Linked DNA regions of Muntiacus reevesi: region 1 is linked to region 2. The links are chromatin contacts, called in public Hi-C maps. All regions are on one chromosome and are shown on one strand. Each heading gives the region's core, a stretch centred on a gene start, on an enhancer-like site or on the middle of the called end of the contact. The rest is flanking DNA. Distances are from core to core; before and after follow the strand shown. Region 1 holds the start of PHLDB3 (pleckstrin homology like domain family B member 3). Region 2 holds the start of CXCL17 (C-X-C motif chemokine ligand 17).

The links. Hi-C and Micro-C count contacts between places; a contact is called where the count stands out from the background.
Region 1: a contact with region 2 is called in a Hi-C map of muscle, with 4 times the contacts expected there. The contact joins the promoter of PHLDB3 here to the promoter of CXCL17 in region 2. A contact is called at or near these places in 2 of 3 Hi-C or Micro-C datasets (blood and muscle).

Annotation. Positions count from the first base shown.
Region 1 is chr2:263,750,590-263,757,342 of mMunRee1.1, reverse strand. PHLDB3 (pleckstrin homology like domain family B member 3) reads left to right here and starts at 2,131. Exons shown (of 15, transcript XM_065920619.1): 1 at 2,131-2,239; 2 at 2,709-3,061; 3 at 3,707-3,889; 4 at 4,103-4,240. The coding sequence starts at 2,828. It overlaps ETHE1 (ETHE1 persulfide dioxygenase), which reads left to right. Exons shown (of 7, transcript XM_065926238.1): 5 at 1-52; 6 at 436-552; 7 at 765-984. The coding sequence ends at 817.
Region 2 is chr2:263,560,660-263,567,492 of mMunRee1.1, reverse strand. It overlaps CXCL17 (C-X-C motif chemokine ligand 17), which reads left to right and starts at 4,553. Exons shown (of 4, transcript XM_065920607.1): 1 at 4,553-4,717. The coding sequence starts at 4,639.

The DNA.
Region 1 (6,753 bases), core at 882-3,381, 190 kb before region 2:
ATCTTCACTCTTCCAGGAAACTGTCTGATCTACCCTGCTCATGATTACCACGGTGAGGGCTTCCTGGAGGAGGTGTGGGATTTACACATCTTAGCATTTGAGAGGGAGCCCTGAAATGCTGTAATCCTCTTGTGGCTTGTGGACTACAATTCCCAGGAATTTCTCTGGCCAAAAAGATCAAGTGCTGAGGTGTACTGAGGGTAGATGTAGAAAATATAACACTTAGAATTCCGAAGGCGTAGGCTTTCCTGGGACTTCCTTATAGAACTTAAGGAACTGGGAAACTACATTTCCCATAGTGCCCATTGGTTAGGGGGAAAGCAATCTGCTAGTCCTGGGCCAGAAAGGTACCCTGAGGCCTCCTGGGAAATGTAGTTCTGGGAGGCCAGAGGCACTGGACAGTTTGACATTCCTCCCCACTCCCTTGGCCATTAGGGCTCACAGTGTCCACTGTGGAGGAGGAGCGGACTCTGAACCCTCGGCTCACCCTCAGCTGTGAGGAGTTTGTCAAGGTCATGAACAAACTGAACCTGCCTAAACCTCAGCAGATAGGTGAGTGGCTGGGGATCTGGACTCCTGGATCTGAGGGAGGAGGGAGCTGGGGGTCTGGACACCTGGGTCTGAGGGAGGAGGTGCTGAGGGTCTTGACTCTTAGTTTCTCAAAGAAGAAGAGCTATTAGGATGCCTGGGTCCCCAGTGGGGCAGAGGGGAAGCGGATGGTCTGCTCGGGCCCCTTTGTTTCACTCTTGGCCTCTTCATTTCAGACTTTGCTGTTCCAGCTAACATGCGCTGTGGGATCCAGACGCCCCCTTCCTGACGGACCCTGACTCTCAGGGGCTCACAGTTCACATCCGTTAAAAATGCACTAGGTGGGGTGAGGGGAGCCTTGCCATCACTGGGGCCTCTCTCCTCTTCTCCTCCCTTACTAGCCCCCTCAAGCTTCTTAAATAAAAATCTTTTTTTTCTCCTCTGAATCTGACTTCTGTTTTCTGGGGGAACCAGTGGGTTTCTGGGCTGAGGTATCTGTATTTAGTCCTGGTCCCTGGAGAGGTCAGGGAGCAAGGCAGGATAAAGGTCCCAGGAGCCTGGAAGGAGGAGATTTTTGTAACTTGTAAGAGAGAGGCAAACAGATATGTGGGGTAGGGTTTCTCAGCTCCATGGATTCGAACAGTTTTCAGTTTAAACCACTTGCCCCGTGAGACCCAGAATAAAGTACTTCAATTCTCCCAGCCTCAGTTTCCTCGTCTGTAAAATGGGAATAATAGAAATAATAATAGGGTGTTGTGATGATCCAATGAGTTCATATACATGAAGTGCTTGGCACACTGCCTACAACAGCAGATTTCCTATCAGTGTTAACTATTATTGCTAGTATCTTTCGGAATGATCTCTCAGGGACTTCCTGGCTTGAGTGACAGTAAGCCTAATGGTAAAGACTGGATTTTTCCAGAGAATTGATACGGTGCTCACATTAACAACATGTGTAGACTCTGGGTACACTTGCCCCCCTCAGCCTCAGTTTCCTGACTATAAAATGCAGATAGTAATTTCTCTGTAAGCTGCTGTAAAGATGAAATAAATTGATGTGTATAAAATGTTTATACTTTATATAGGCAGCTCCTGACATCCAAAAATCCTTTCGCACATAGCAGTTATTTTCCTGTTTTTGCCCAGAGAGGAAAGGGTCTGACTGAGGCCTTTAACCTCTGCCCTCCACCCAAAGCAAGGTGGGGGGGCCACACTTCCCGCTGTCTCTGGGCGGGCCTCTGACTCAGCTCAGGGCACCCCCTCCTCTTGTCCAGCTCCCCAAACCGGTTGGGGCCCTTCTAAAGTGCTCATTAGAGGGGAGAGGCCCCTACCTCCACTCCCCTCTTCCTCTGAGGATTCTCAGGGTCTGGGCATTAGGGAGGCGCTTTTACACAGGTGACCAAGGGGCCTGGCCCCCGGGGGCAGGACTGGGGGCGCTGGAGGCAGAGCTGGGGGGTCGTCATGCTGGGTTTTCCTAAGGTGGGGCCGGTGGGGCCCGGATGGCCCGATCCCGCGGCTGCGGGCGGGGCAAGCTGGTCGCTCCCTCCTCCCACGAGAGCTGTTGGACCTGCTGTCCCCCGGTCCTCCACTTCCGGGCTGCTGGGGAGGGGGACCGAGCAGCCTGTCTCTCCTCCCTCTTCCCCAGCCACCTGTCCAGTGGCAGAAACTGCTGTGCCGGAGCGCAGAACGGAGCGCGCCGAAGCCTGAGCTGGTGAGGGGGCCGGGGCTGTGGGGGTCGCGGGGGCTGGAGCTCTGGAATCTCGGTCCCGAGGAGCCGAGGACTCAAGGCTCCTGGTTTCTCCAGAGAGAGGGCGACCAGGAGACCCGACTCACCGATCCTTGGGTGAGGCGGCAGGGGCACGGCTCCCTTACACAGCGGGGTCAGAGCTGAGACTACGGGGCTCCAGAGAGGACAGGGCGGAACCCAACTCCTGAGTCCGCGAAGCAGATGGTGATGGGGTCGCTCTAAAGTGGTCCAAGGGGATAGTCCGGGGCGGGTGGGAAAGTACAAGGCTCGACACCTGGATAGCAGGGAGACGCCGGTAGGGGGCGTACTAGGACCCGGACTCAAATTCCGGTCCCGCCTCTTGGGGCGTGACGCCCTAGGAGCCACGAACCCCGCCCCTAGAAGCTCCAGGCCCCGCCTCTGGAATGTTCAGTCCCATCCTTTGAACTCTCAGGCCCCGCCTCTGGAGCGCTCTCCGCAGCTTTCGGGCGGGACGCGCCGGCCCCCTGGGCCACACCCCCAACGCCTCCGGAACCCTAGGCCCCGCCCACCCGACGCGAGTTCTCAGCGGCCATGGGGACGCGGAGCAGCCCGGACCTGGGGGCCCCGCCGGCGGCGGCCCCGGAGTGCGACACAGAGATCCAATCTCAGGGGGCCCCCAAACCCCGGGGGCACCCCAAAGACTCCCGCGAGCGGGAGGCGCCCGAGGCCCCGGCAGAGCTTCCGAGCGGCCAAGGAGCTGAGCAGCAGGCGAAAGAAGAGGAAGAAGTGGGAGAAGGCAGCAGCACCGAGAGCAGCCACGATGCGGTGAGGGACCCGGGGGGCGAGAGTCACGGGGCGGGGGGGACCCCGAGGAGCAGACCCGAGCGGGTGACAGAGACACAGAGAGCCAGGTATAAGGGAGACCAGATAGAGACCCAGAGACAGGGAAACGGGGAGACAAAGATCCAAAGGAGTCAAGGGACCCTCGAGACCAGAGACAAGAGACTCAGAGAGCTGAGGATAGACACAGACAGAAACCCAGAAACAAAGATGCTCAGAGAAACAGAGACAGAGAAACCTTGAAACGGGGGATACTCCGAGGGAGAAAGAAAAATAGCGATTCGGAGACAGAAGACATACTGAATCAGGAAGATGAAGCCCAGAGAAAAGGGGGAAAGACTCAGAGATCCCGGGAGAGCGAAAGAGATGCATGATCTTCGAAGACGTGAGGCCAAGAGAATGGGAAACAGCGTCCTTGAGTCGGCTCTGTGCCCCCTCCCCGGACTGCGGGCCCCTGGGCCACCTCCTGGGGCCGAACGGTCATCGGACCTGCACCCTCCCCGCCTCGGATAAAAGAGCTTGGTGGCTGAGGGTCGCTAACTCAGATCCCCCACTGCCCCCACCCCAGGGACCTATTTAGTGATGCAGGGGGCGAGTCCTCCCCAGCTGACTGGCTCTCTCCAACCTCAGGCGGAGGCTCAGTCTTCAGTTCAGACCCCGGCCACGCCCCCCGCACCCGCTCGGTCTGGAGACGCGGTGCGAGGGGCGGCGCGGCGGCTTCGCGCGCAGCAGCTGGAGGCACTGACTCGCGTGGCTTTGATGGAGCAGCGAGTGAAGGAGTTACAGCGTCAGAGGAAGGAACTGAGGATCGAGGTGAGGCTGCAGGCCCCAACCCCGTCAGGCCAGGCTTCCAGTCCTTTACAACCGTGGGAGCAGAGTCTCAGGCCTCCAGCTCCTTACTCTCTCCGAATCCAGGAGTTCGGATTCCCAGGTCCTTCGCTCAGACCCAGGCGTCCGCGCGCCACCGCCCCTTCCTTACTCTCAGACCCAGGCCTCTGGGCCCCAGCTCTTGCCTTCTCTCTGCAGATGGAGGTGGAGGTGGCCCTCCTGCGGGGTGAGCTGGCTGGGGAGCGAGTGGCCGCTCGGCGGGAGGAGGAGCAGCTTCGCGAGCTGCTAGGGCAGCAGGTGGACTCAGAGAAGGGCGGCCAGGAGCAGCGGGAACAGGTGTGTTTGCCCGGCTGGATCTTCACCGTCGGTTCTCTTCCTTGTTGGACAGACACTCCTGTGGTGCTCCTGGGACCTGGGGCCGGGGTTACACCCCTGTTCTCCAAGCCATGATACTGGGGCTGGGGGTGGGCAGTGGCAGGGACCTATGCCTCTCTCTGTTTCCCTCCTCCCTCCCTCCTCTATGACTTTGGGGCCTGACTCACTGGGGCGTGTTCTTTGCCCCATCTCTCTTTGCTCTTTAAATGTCGTTTTGTGAAAAATCTCAAACCAACAAAAAATAGCCAGTCGCCATGTGGTGCGCTCCCCAGTTCAGCCGGGATTAATCCTCTTTTCCTGTTTCACGTCCTCCCGTTGGCTTCCCTGTCCCTAGATTTGAAATCCAGTACCAGACATCATGTTGACAGTAAATACTTTAGTTCTTTAAGAACTCTTTTAAGAAAACATCACCCTATTGTCATTATCACATCTGAAGAATTACTATCTCATCTCCAGTCCGTTTCCATGGGTCCCAAACTGTCTCAAAAACAATGGTTAACAGTTGGCTGTTTGAATTAGGTTCCCCAAAGGCCAGTATATTGTAATTGGTTGAAACGCCTTGTGTATGCTGTTTCTCCTCTAATGGTCCTTGCCTACTGTTTTTTTCCCCCATACTCTTTGTTGAAGAAACCGAGTCCTCTGTCCCATGGTCAGTATGTGACCAGTTGCATGCCGGGGGTGTCCTTTATCTTGTTTCGCTTCCTGGAAGCAGGTGGTTGATTAAATGTAGAAGATGGATCAGATTCAGATGTGCTGTGGTGCTTCTTGGGCACTGGGCCAGGGGGCTGTTGTCTCTGATTCTCCAGATCCCAGTGAGGTCACTCTGATTCCTTCCTAGTAGTTATTTACCTAAAGGCTTTAACATCTATTGGTGATCATTGCTTGACCGGAGAGTGCTGTAGGTTGGAAAATGGTAACTTTGTAATTCTATCAGTCTCTCTCTTTGCCCTTATCTTACATGTTGGAATTTCCTGGGGTTGGATCCTGAGTCTTCAGTCACCTCAAAGAGCCTGTATTTCTCCCAGCTCCGATTTCTCTTTCAAAATCTAGACCTATGTGTCCTGATTTCTAGGATGTTGGTTCCTAGATGCTCCTTCTTCCCCTAGGACCTGGGTTTCCAAACCCCAGCCCCTCCTCCCTCAGACCCAGGGGTCCAGGTCCCCACCCCTCCTGCCTTAGATCCAGGAGTCTGGCCCCTTCTCATTCACCATACCCAGTGCTGACCTCAGCACCTCCCTTTTCCACACTGTCCCGTCTCACCGTCCCTTTGGTCCCCAGGCCAGAGTCCTGGGCCTCGCTCTGCACGCCTCCTTATCTCTCACCCCAAGCTGTCAGTAACCACATCCTGTTCTTTGTGCTCCCTGAATCTCTCTTGCTAGTCTGTCTCCTTTGTATCTGCCCTGCTTAGACCTCGGGCGAGGTCACATTCTTTTTTTTTTTTTTTAATTTTTATTATTTATTAATTTTTGGCTGGACTGGTTCTTCGTTGCTGCGTGCAGGCTTTCTCTAATTGCGATGAGCGGAGGCTACTCTCTGGTTGTAGTGCTGGGGCTTCTTGTTGCTGTAGCTTCTCTTGTTGCGGCACTTGGGCTCTAGAGTAGTTGACCTGCAGCATGTGGGATCTTCCCAGACCAGGGATTGAACCCGTGTCCCCTGCATTGGCAAGCAGATTCTTAACCACTGGACCACCAGGGAAGCCTAAGATCTCATTCTTATTGCCCAGAGGACTCAGGAGCTGGTCTCAACCCCTCAAACCTATTGCCCAGGAAGGAGCTGGTCTCAACCCCTCAAACCTATCTCCCAGAAGGATGATTCCATACCCAGATCCTACTCCAGCCTTTCAATCTTTCCATGACTCCTCACAGACCCTGGATAAGGGTTCCTCAGCCTGGCAGTCCAAACCACACCTGAGCTCCATCTTGTCTGCTTTTCCACTGTCATCTCTCACCTGTATTCCCCATCTCTTCCCTCCATCCCACCTTCTTTCTTCTTGACCACAGTCTGCCCCCTACACTTCCTTTACTTTTCTCTTCTCTTTTATTAAGTATTTATTGATATTTATTTATTTGGCTCTGCTGAGTTTTAGTTGGGGCACATGGGATTTTCGATCTTCATTGTGGCATGCAGAACCTTTTAGTTGTGATATGCAAACTCTTGGGTTTCCCTGGTGGCTCAAGTGGTAGAGAATCCGCCTGCAATGCAGGAGCCCCAGGAGACACTGGTTTGATCCCTGGGTCAGGAAGATCTCCTGGAGGAGGAAATGGCAACCTACTCCAGTATTCTTGCCTGGGAAATTCCATGGACAGAGGAGCCTGGTGGGCTACAGTCCATGGGGCTGCAAAGAGTCGGACCCAACTGAAGCAGTTTAGCACGCAGCACGCCTGCAAATTCTTCCTTGTGGCATGTGGGATCTAGTTCCCTGAGCAGGGATTGAACCCAGGTCCCCTATATTGGGAGCTCAGAGTTTTAGCCAG
Region 2 (6,833 bases), core at 3,304-5,803:
TACATGTTGGGTGAGAGCCCTTCAGAGAAACGCCACACCTTCTTCTTCTCGGAAGCCACCACCCAAATACATTAGGGACTCTGATGCTCCCTGAGTCGCTTCAGTCCTGTCCCTATGGACCCTATGGACCATAGCCCACCAGGCTCCTCTGTGCAGAGGATTCTCCAGGCAAGAATACTGGAGAGGGTTGCCATGCCCTCCTGCTACGTCTGACTGTGTGTATGAATAAATGACTCTTAGAGCAACAGGAAGCATGGATATGATACCATCAACAAGCATTTTTAAATGTCTAAGTACACTGTACGTGGACAGAGGAGCCTGGCGGGCTACAGTCTATGGGGTCGCAAAGAGTCGGACATGGCTGAGCACACACACACTAAGTATACTGAAGAGGGGGGGAACCAAATAACAGTAGAAAATGGTTATTTCTCCCACTTTCCCCTCACCTCCTTCCCGGAAGGAGACCTTTGTAAGACACAAAGACTGCGCTTGACATAACTGAATTCTCAGGGTGAGCTCTAAGCGTTTGTGCTCACTCGTGTCTGACTCTTTATGACTCGATGGACTGCAGCCCACCAGGCTCCTCTGACTGTGGGATTTTTCAGGCAAGAATACTGGAGCGGGTTGACATTGCCTACTTCAGAGGATCTTCCTGACCCAAAGAGCGAACCTGTCTCTTGCGTTTCCTGCATTGGCAGGTGGATTCTTTACCACTAGCGCCACCTGGGAAGCCCTAAGTGATTGTCTACATTAACAAGAGAAAAGTCTGTCTTGGGAGTGAGTGTCTTACATCAATGCAGCTGAGAGACCCAAAGTCCTCTCCCATGGGAAATAGGACCCGACATCCCTTTGCAAGTCCATAGAGGGGAAAATCAGATGGAGTGAACCGATAGTGAGCCAGGACTTGGGGAGACGATGGGGGTGAACAGATTGAGAGGACCTGGAGGAAGCTGCAGGAGGAGCCCCTTGATTAGCAGCCTTGGGGCAGACTGGAGGAGGACTTAATGAGGAAGTAAAACACCACCTCAGGCTCCATGTGTGTGCGTGACCTTCTATCAGAAAAATGTTTTCCCGATAATGGACTGCGCTTTCACATGCTTTCTAACATAGCAGGTCTAGATAAAGGCTTACAAAAATATCAGTCAGTTCAACAAATATTTGCAGAGCACCCACAAAGTGCCAGGCCCTACGTAAGTTTAGGAACTTACAAGTGAACAATTAACAGCCCTGCCTCAAAAATCCCCACCCAGTCAGCTCTGTACTCCTTCTCAGCCCTGCCCTCCTCCCTGCCTTCCATCAACAGAAACCCTACCCCACCCTCCAGACCCAGCCCAAGTTCCACTGAACCCCGAGTTTTTGGAGCTACTCACCGTCCACCATGAACTGCTGCCACTTCTGAAATTTGATCGCACAATATCCCCAGGTTTTATGAAGTGTGTGTTGTCTCCCTGGTTAGACTTGAGGGTTCTGAGGACAGAGACCATGGTTAAAAATTTCCAGGGAGCAGTGGCTCAGTGGATAAGAATCCACCTGCGAAAACAAGGGGCATGGGATCGATCCCCGGTCCAGGAAGATTCCACAGGCCACAGAGCAATTAAGCCAGGGTGCCACAGCTAATGAGCCAGTGTGACTAGAGTCCATGATCCACAAGAGAAACCACAGTGAGAAGCACCACAGTGAAGAGTAGCCCCCTCTCACTGCAACTAGAGAAAGCCTGTGCAAGGCAACAACTCAGGGCAACCATAAGTAAATGAATAAAAAAATTTTTTTTGATAATAATTTTCCAGCGAGGAGCCACATTAGTGCTTTACACATTAGACCAAGCTCAGACGGCACCTTCAACTCAAGGACAGTCTCCACTGTCCAGCGAAGTGCCAGGCACCTGCCGATGCTTATAAACCTCGTAGCAAAGTCTACAGTCAAGTCTCCAACAGGTCCACAGGTGAAAATCATCTGAAAATGACAGGGTAGGGATGAGCAGACAAAAGCCATGCCTGGCCTCTTCCCTCCTCTGGACTAGAACAAAGTCACACCACCTTTTCTCACACCTGCCTGGAGGAACAGGGAGGACTTCCTTGTTAACCTTCCCCTCAGCCCCACAAGGGCTTCCGCAACGACTCAGCAGGTAAAGAATCCACCTGCCATGCAGGAGACACAGGAGACTCGGGTTCAGTCCCTGGGTCAGGAAGATCCCCTGGAGGAGGACATGGCAACCTGCTCCAGTAATCTTGCCTGGAAAACCCCGTCGACAGAGGAGCCTGGTGGGCTATAGTCCAAAGTGTCGCAAAGAGTCGGACATGACTAAGCACTTATTTTCTTTCTTTTAGCCCCACAAACAGCTCTCAGCCCTTAAGACCAGTCTCTCTTCTACTTTTGAGCCCAGCTCCTGAAGTCTTTGGAATGAGTCATGTCAGTAAGTGCTGCCCTTCTGGACCCTTGATGTTTGCCCCAAGAAGTATTACTTCTCTCTTTCATCTTGGACTGATTTCAAACAAGATCTCGCACCAGGAGTCCCAGCAGCCTGGGCAGACACTATCCCTACTGTGGTTTTTACTTCTCAAATCCTCTTGGACCTGAAGCCTTGAGGGTCTTCCGCCAACCCACGTCCCTCTCTGCTGGGGTCCAGCCTCAGCATGATCCAGGGGATACCCTCAGGATGAACGGCATCAGCGAGAGAGAGAGAAGACACGTGAGACCAGCCTTGATAGGGCCAAGTCTGTGAGGGAGCGAGAGAGGGGGGGGGGGTGGAGAGAATGACCAGACGGGGGGTGCAGCAGAGTCTGGCAATCCTTTATTTTTACCGTGGCTTTTATGCCCTAAGTTAGTACATTTCTAAGGGGAAGATAGTTTAACATAACGTCAGCTTGTCCTTCACGAAACCAGGGTGTTTTCTGCATACTTCTTTATGAGGGTCTTGTATATTATCTTCTGGCCTTGGGGCCTATTAACATTTTATAGGTCAGGTGAATGTAAACCTATTTTCTGTTTCTATGGTGACTGAAAGGTAGCAGTCTCATAGGGCAACAGTATAGAGTAGAAGTATAACCTTGTTAACACAAAAATTAATCTTTCTGCAGAAGTTGTCGGTTGCGTTTATCTAAGAAGTTTACCCCAGAGTGACTCTGCGACTTTGGTGAGGCAGCTTCTGCCTAGCACTCTTGGCTGACAATTAACAACCATCTCATTGTTACCACACTAGGGCTAAGTTTTTATTTCTCTAGATCTTTAACTATATTAACAATGGTTTCTATAACACAACCTTAGCACATTAAAAGCAAAAACACAGCAAGCAAAACACAGCAAGCAAATGTCAACCCAATAGCTACTTTTAGAATAATTTTTCTTGTGTTTTCTAATAGGACTCCTTCACCCCTCAAAAATGCTCTATGTCTATTAGGGCTTTTATATAATCAGGTTCTTTATGCTATTTTATGATTAGGATATTATAAGCAATCATGCACATTAGTACAAAGGGCATAAATACATTTGGCTAACAAACTACCAGCAAAGGAGTTTAAATTAAAACACTCCTTTCACCCTGAATAATCTCATAAAATACCACCACCTGGGAAACTTATTGATTAAAGTTCTAAATTGATTCTTATTTGGGAAGAGATCGGGGAAGGCCTTCTGCCTGTGTCACAGAAATTAGGGAGTAGTCTATTGAAGCAAGCATCAGAAAGACAGATATCATCTTTAAGGTGAGCACCAGGGGCAGCTTTTCGAAATCCCTGAAAACCTGATCCGCCTTGCCTGTCAGTCTTTCTCCTCGTGACCTTGTCATGTGTGGGATCTCGTGTGCCGGCTCCCAGCACCTCTCCTCTAGGCAGGAGCCATGAGGCCATATACCAAGAAGTTCCAATACTTTGGCCACCTGATGCAAAGAGCCGACTCATTGGAAAAGACCCTGTGCTGGGAAAGACTGAAGGCAGGAGGAGAAGGGCATGATAGAGGATGAGCTGGTTGGATGGCATCACCAACTTGATGGACATGAGTGCGAGCAAGCTCCAGGCACTTTGACCCAGTGCCCCAGGGCAGAGTTTGGGCAAGAAGAGCCTCTCCTCCATCCTCTCTGCTTCCCTCCTTATGCGGCCACAGACTTGGAGGATGCTGTCCACAGTGGGGACACGGCAACATCTGATACTGTGCCAAGGCTGGGAGTGGGGAAGGCAGAGGGGAGACAGGCCGTGCCATCCTCTTCGCCAACCCTTAGCCCTCACTTTTCCTGCCAGACACTAAGCTGGAAAACGTCATTCAAACGTATAAGGAAATTCACACGAGCCACAAGAAGAAATCATAACACATTGCGGGGTGGAGAGGCGGGAGGGAGGAGGGAGGGGATGAGCATGGCTGCCAGGTTACCAGTCACCCTCTTGTGTTCCTACAAAGGCTTCATTTGTTTGGCCAGTTTTGCCTCCCAGATTCCCATAAAACACATGGTCCAACCTGTTACCTAACAAGGCCAGCGCCACTCGGCCCTTCCCGCCCTCTAATGAGATCGCTGGCTGGGGAGTAAAGTGCAGACCCCGCCCCCCGCCCCAGTCACGTTCCACGCACGGCCTGAGCCGCCGGGAGAAGTGGGGACCCTCTCACTGGGAGCTGCTGAAGGGTCGCCACGGAGCAGCATCGACAGGTGAAATGAAGGTTCTAATCTCCTCCCTCCTCCTGTTGCTGCCACTAATGCTGATGTCTGCAGTCTCCAGCAGCTCACACACAGGTAAAGAAAAAAAATCCACTTTCTATGAAAGATAAAAGGGGGGCAGAAATGTGGCGACACAGGAAAGAGCATGACCGCACACGTGGTAAAAGGTAGCCCCAGCAGGCTACAGGGATTAGCGGTGAGTTAGCCTGTCTGGGTGCCTGTTTCTTCATTTACAAAAAGGAATGAACTGAACGTAAATCCTGAGTGTCGTGAAGTTAAAGGAGCCTGTGTGTATGGAATGTCTGCAAGGGTAGCTGGCGGAAGAGGACCTTACCTCTCCCCCAGCCCCTGTTCAGGGGTATTGAGTGTCCTGGGGACCGAGCCTTGAGGCCGTGCAAGGAGGGTGTTGAAAGCAAGTGTGCGTCCAGTCAGTCAGTCATCCTCGATTATATTCTTCCTAGTACACCAGACATGCCCCAATAATTCTTAATGCTTTTTCATGGTAAGGTGATAAACCAGAAAAATCACACCACCAGGTAAATACCTGTGTTTGAAGCTGTGACCACACTGAGCTATTGAGGCAATCCGAGCACCGGTTGGAAAAGAATTTCCAGACACAGAGCATTACAGAAGGGAGTGAGTTTATTAAGAACAAAGAGCAGAGATAACGTGGGCCCTGCGAGCACAGCGGGCCGACAACTCCTGACAGGCCAGGGAGAGTCGACGGTGTTAGTGGGTTAATAGCCAATTTTTATAGCCTCAAGGCAAGGACAATTCCTGCTGGAAGGCTGGCATTAGGGGACTGATTGGGGCTTTATAGGGTGTTTACTGGAGTGGGCATCTTTGACTAATTTGGAGTCAGGAAGCCTGTTAGTGATGATCGTGGGCTTTTGGCAACAGTTACATGTGTGTGTCATGTCACTTCAGCCACGTCCGACTCTTTGTGACCTATGGACTATAGCCCGCCAGGTTCCTCTGTCCATGGGGTTCTCCAGGCAACAGTTACAAAGGGGCTCAGTCAGTTTTGGGGGTGACCTTAGTTCTCGGCTCTGCTTCTGTGTTCTGGGTACAAGGCCTCGCGCCTGTGGCCTGAGGGGGGGCAAGACTGCACACCGGCCCTGTTTGAACAGCCCACCTTTAGGAAGCAGATCCTGGGTTAGGAGTTCCGAATCCGCTCCACTGTCCCCTACAGCCGGAGTGGCCTAGCCCTTAGCAGAACAACTGTGCAGAAGGGACCCCCTCCCCACCTATGTTCCCATCCTAAGTGACCATCTCCCCAAGCGCTACTTTCAGGTGAAATAGCTTTGTTACACACTCAGCATGGAGTGGGAAAAGGCAATGGCAACCCACTCCAGTACTCTTGCCTGGGAAATTCCATGGATGGAGGAGCCTGGTAGCTGCAGTCTATGGGGTCACTAAGAGTCAGACATGACTAAGCGACTTCACTTTCACACACTGGAGAAGAAAATGGCAACCCACTCCAGTATTCTTGCCTGGAGAATTCCAGGGACGGGAACCTGGTGGGCTGCCGTCTATGGGGTCGCATAGAGTCAGACACGACTGACGTGACTTAGCAGCAGCATCGAGTGGGTCCTAAAATCAGGAGTCTACCCTCCTGCACCCATTTCCAGAATCTTCTCCCTTATAGAGTTCTCTGGAAGCCGCTGGGCCCCATGGCCCGGCGGGGGTGGCCCTAGACCAGCATTCTGGGAGGGAAGTCTTTTCCACCGCTGTGACAGGCTCCCAGGCTGGAGACCTCAGCCCGGACTCCAAGCTCCAGTCATGGCCGCCATTCCCGGCAAGGTGCTAGGCAAATACATCTAAGTGGAAGAATAAATCCTCAGGTTTCTAAGTTCAAAATGTTCCCCTTAAGAGACTGGACACCTGGGTTTCATAGCAGCTCTGTTGACATTAGAGATTAAGTCCTCTTGTAAGGGGGGCAGGGCGCACTGTTCTGGTCTCTCTAACCTGTTTAGCAACATCCGAGTGGCCTCTACCCTCTAGAAGCCAATAGCAGCCTTTCCCCGCCCCCACCCTGTTAATACAGCCAAAAATATCTCCAGACATGGCCAAACATCCCCTGGAGGGTAACCCACTCCCCAGGGGAGCCACTGCTTTACCAATAATTCTCAACTATGGTGACACATTTAGACTCACCTGGACCTTTAGACTCAGACTTGAATTCAGGGGA